Regions from separate parts of the Salvelinus alpinus genome. Here region 2 is linked to region 1. Evidence: chromatin contacts called from public Hi-C data. All regions are on one chromosome and are shown on one strand. The core of a region is the stretch at or near the end of the contact, and the rest is flanking DNA. Distances in the headings are between cores, read along the strand shown. Region 1 holds the start of LOC139559532 (sodium/potassium-transporting ATPase subunit beta-1-interacting protein 4-like). Region 2 holds the start of LOC139559530 (baculoviral IAP repeat-containing protein 7-like).

Region 1 (2,551 bases), core at 38-2,537:
AGTCACCCAGTAAAATACTTATTGAGTAAAAGTCTAAAATTTGGTTTTAAATGTACTTAAGTATCAAAAGTACATGTAATTGCTCAAATATACTTAAGTATCAAAAGTAAAAGTACAAATACTTTCAAAATCCTTATATTAAGCAAACTAGATGGGGACATATATATATATATATATATATATATATATATATATTTATAGCGGAAAGCCTTGGGGAAACTCTACAACTCGTAATTTACAAACAAAGCATGTGTGTTTCGTGAGTCCACCAGATCAGAGGCAGTAGGGATGACCAGGGATGTTGTCTTGATAAGGGTGTGTATTGGACCCTTTTCCTGTCTTGCTAAGAATTACAAATGTAACGAGTACTTTTGGGTGTCAGGGAAAATGTATGGAGTAAAAAGTAAATTATTTTCTTTAGGAATGTAGTGGAGTAAAAGTAAAAGTAGTCAAAAATATAAATAGTAAAGTACAGATACCCCCCAAAACTACTTAAGTTGTACTTTAAAGTATTTTTCTTAAGTACTTTACACCACTGATGGAGTCTTACAGTCTTATGGAGCCTATTGTCATACAGTCTATTACCACTTAGTATTCTACTAGTGGACGTATATAGCTTCATTCATCACTGAATATTTTATGAAGCATTTGATTGCGTTTACCTTTCGGGTGGGGTGACTTGTCAGTTGTTTATCAACCCACATGAGTTTAACCCTATACACATTTGGTAAATAGTCAGCAGTTTCTTTAAAATACAGAATAAGATGAATAAGACAAGGCACAATAGGCTACTATTTTATGAGAGCTCATCAGAAGAAATACATGAAGAGGATGGAAGGCGTTCATAGCGCTGTTGGTGAGTGTGTAATTGCGTCAAATGACCAGAGTGTGGCGCCTAAGTTCCGTCATCAAGGTTTTGGTCTCATCTCTCAGTTCCTCTCATGAGAGAGGTGCAATTCAGTAGGCGACACTGCTTATAACTTTACTTTTAGGTTTGACCCATACCAGAATTTATAATGATTTTTCTAAACAAATCGTTAAAAGATTCAAGCAAAATATCCCGCTCTTCAAATGTTAAGTAGTAGGTTATATGTAAAAAATATACAACATATTTGGCATAATTGTGTACTCAATTCAACAGGTTATGAAAATAGTTCCAATGATTGAAAATTGTGTTTTAAACTCTGGAAAAGGGACCAGGTGAGAACACAGATTAGTGCCACAGGGCACCGTTAGTTTGTTGACGCCCTCAACTAGCCCCTTCCACCTCCCCCTTCTTATACTCTACACACACACACATGCACACGCACCGGCGTGAAATCCAACTACTCAACTCGAAAGCTAGCGGTAGAATCAACCCAAGCCACCCCTTTCATACACAAAGCAATCATTGGGGGACAGAAAAAGCATGGGATGCCGGAGCCTGCAGCTTACCTACGCAGTTTTCAAAGTGGACCGAGCTTGAAGCCATTCTTTGTATTTAAAGGTATTCGGATATCCAGTGACCCAGTGTGGACCGTTCTAAGGACATTTTCTTGCGGTTTCTCGAGTGCTATTTGGTTTTTGACACAATGGGGTGCTGCAGCGGACGATGCACGCTCATCTTTCTCTGCTCGATTCAGCTGGTGAGTGGTGGCCGGTCACTTCTGTAGCCTAATACGAGAAGTGTAATTTGCCCTGTTTCTTATGTTTGTTTAGAAATTGGAAATTGGTTTTGGGTGAAACACAACATTTCTTTTATATCATTTTTTTGGTCATTTTACTTGGAACACTGGCCAATTTTACTACCGGTGCTTTCGTGTGTGAATGTATCCGTCTAGTTATAGCGCTAACTTATAGAGGATACATATAACTATTTGGCGTCAGGTATTATGTGCCCAAACTAACCTACACCTGTAGTACACTGTTTTTTCGTTCACCCTGTCCGTTACACGAGGATAGGCTACTCTGCGATTTATGTGGGACATATGGCAAGACTCAAGAGCGGTGTGAGCATTCTGCACTGCACGCCCTGAACCACAAGCTACAGTATGTGGTCCTCCTAGTCCTAATGTCATGTTTATACAAAATGTATATATGTATATGTATATATACACAGTTATTGGGCCAGATCAACTCATCACAAATGCAAATACCCCTCTGGGCACACACTGGTTGAATCAACGTTGTTTCCACGTCATTTCAATGAAATGAAGTTGAACCAATGTGGAATAGACGTTGAATTTAAATCTGTGCCTAGTGGGCGGCCACCAGGTTAAATTACATGACACTTTTGCAAAGACATGTTCACACACCTCTGCTTATTTTACTGTAGCCTACAGGTGTGTACTGTGATCCAATGTTTGTGCGGTGACCATTGACACAGTGGGGTATTGCTGTTTTGAGCAACACCAGTGTGTCTTCTCAGCTAAAGTTGTTCATGTGTGGCAGGTCAGAGTACATCCATCAAGCCACTTTCACACGGTGAGTTAGTGTGTGTAATCCTACCTCAGGTGATGATAAATAAACATGATAGCTTTGTAGGCAAGCTTCCGTTTCTCCCAGAAGCACC
Region 2 (2,551 bases), core at 21-2,520, 140 kb after region 1:
TAGAGTCGCATTAATTTCTAAGCTTTAAATACCACAACAGTCTAAGCACCACAGCGATGGTGTTTTCTCCTTTACGCAGTCCCGAGTCGTGTCCAGCTTTTTCTGTCCACAAATACATGACTCAGCGTCACTATTGTCACATGAACTCGCACACAATGACTGGAAAGTCGTAGTGACCACTGCTCCACTACCCTGCTATTTCTGAATATCAAATAGCAAATGCGTAATTGCCAAGGTGTGCTTAACTTCATCCAAAAGCAAAGCTTCAACAAACATTAATGGGACTTTATAGGGAACCAAAAGCAAGAAGTAAGTTATTAAACGTACCCAACAGAATTCAGAAAAGTTCAGAAATTCAGAAACAATTCACAACACACACTGTCACCATCAACAAAGACTACCTGTGTAGAAGAATCCTGCCCTCGACAGAACATTGGGCTGGACCGCAGCACCCGTGGGCCAGTTGTGGAAGGTGGTGAGCCGGGATTCCTCTAACTCCATCTCAGGGTAGACAGCCTGCCCGGCCGTTCCCTGGTCGTCCACGGTCATCCTCTGGAGCTGGCTCAACAGCTGGCCGTCCACGGAGTCAGAAGGGGACCTGGGAACGACAAACAGCGGGATATTCCCAACGGCTCTACCCAGCACGAAACTACAGGTGGGGAAGTGCCTCTTGTGTTCGACGATCGGACTGTCCCCATGGACCCAGTACCGCAGGATCCCACCGCAACAGAAGCACTGAACCTTATCCTCGGGCTCCAGAAAATAGAATCCCGCTCTGGCCAGGTTGCCCGCAGTGACTGGTGTGTCCCTCCGCCAGTTTTCAAAAGTTCGAAGCCGCTCCTCCTCGCCTCGCATCTGAGGCTTCTCCAGAATATACAGCATCTTGCTCCTGTAACCCGTCATCCTGGGACTTGTGGTGCCTTCTTTCTCCTTCGGTCCTGTGCCAGTCATCCCCTTTCCGTTCCATAGTGGACTGTGCGGGTGGAAGCGCGGAGCGCGCAGTGCTGGACATATATTCCCTGCAGCTGTATGAAGGGATTGCGCAGTAAGGCACATCGGGCAGCCTTCCAGAACTCACTCAACAGATGCCAGAAAGCAGTCAGTCCCATGCGGTCAAACCTCGCAGCTGCAACCTGTACTCAGGGGTAGACATGATGTAGTAAATGTAAATCTGGAACACTCCAATTGGTATGATATGTTACGTTTCGTATGGTATGTATTAATTTATAGATGTCCATCACACATTTCGTATAATATGTTACGAATTACAATTCCTATGAAATGTTACACATTGCAATTTGTACAATATGGTTACGAATTGCAATTCGTACCGTATGTTACGAATTTGCTAAATGTATTATATGTTACGAATTCCAATTTGTTGTGGCTAACGTTAGCTAGGTGACTAGGTGGCTAACGCTAATGTAAGCTAGGTGGCTAACAGTAGCTAGGCTAGGGGTGCTTAGGGTTAGGGTTAAGGTCAGGGTTAAGCTGTTAAACTCTGAGCGGTTGTTTTGGGGAGCTTAAGTGGTACCTAAATCCATCAATTTCGGTCAGAAAATAGAAAGTGACATGTCATTCGAAAGCGACTTCACTTGTCTTTTTGAAAATGAAGCTCAAATGTTACTGCTGGGGATGTCACGAGAATGCCTCGCGGATTATTGAGATGCGTCTGTGACTGAAAAGCAATGCATATAAAATATGTGTGAAGATAATGTCTTGAGTATAATTTGAAATGTTGAGACATGAAGAAGGGGGGGGGGGTATGTGATGAAGTCTCTTTCCAGAATGCGAGTAGCTCTCCCTAATGTGCTCAGCTGTCTCACGCCAATTCTTGCAGATTCATTGTATTATTGTACTAATTGTTTGCCCATTGATTCTCTATTTTGATCAACTCCTCATTACATTTGTCACCAGTAGTACATTTACCGTTAATCCCCATCATTTGGTGACATACATTTCTGTTCATGCGTGGATTAATTAGGCCTACAGTCATTTATGTTCTCATTCTCTGAGTGGAAAGTTGGTTGCAGAGTTCACAACCTGCTACACTTGTGAGAAACACGTTTTGGTTTATTTCCTACCATCATTTTTTTTATTTAGTCAATTTTGTCATTGTATTTTGTTTGGAGCACTCCATGTGAGCAATGAACGTGTCTGGTTTCTCTGTCCTCTTAATGTTGACGGGTTTCACAAACTTGAAACTCACTTGCTGCCTAGGAATAGACTGTTGTGAACTGAGCGCACAAATGGACAGCTATGCGATCCATCATGGAGAAAAGCGCTCACCTCGATTCAGCACCAGCCACGCCCAGAACTATGTTGCTTGCTAGACTTATTTTTGGGGGGGAATGCCTGTTTTGCATGTTATTTTGGTATTGATACGTGTCACATATCAGCTTGCAAACATTGTTAAACAAATTGAGTTTATAAAGCCACATACAAGCTTTGTCTCTTTTTTGCTTTCTTGCATAAGGCAGCTCCAAAATGCAGGTGTTTCAGCCTAGTTCAGTGCTTTCTGTGGTGGTGGGACAGCCAGTGGAAAAAACGG

The links. A called contact is a pair of places that touch in the nucleus more often than the background predicts.
Region 2: a contact with region 1 is called in a Hi-C map of liver, with 7 times the contacts expected there. The contact joins the promoter of LOC139559530 here to the promoter of LOC139559532 in region 1. A contact is called at or near these places in 3 of 3 Hi-C or Micro-C datasets (liver, muscle and red muscle).

The regions. Positions count from the first base shown.
Region 1 is chr30:42,673,185-42,675,735 of SLU_Salpinus.1, forward strand. It overlaps LOC139559532 (sodium/potassium-transporting ATPase subunit beta-1-interacting protein 4-like), which reads left to right and starts at 1,288. Exons shown (of 7, transcript XM_071375612.1): 1 at 1,288-1,625. The coding sequence starts at 1,572.
Region 2 is chr30:42,812,350-42,814,900 of SLU_Salpinus.1, forward strand. It overlaps LOC139559530 (baculoviral IAP repeat-containing protein 7-like), which reads right to left and starts at 1,271. Exons shown (of 8, transcript XM_071375611.1): 1 at 402-1,271. The coding sequence starts at 1,056.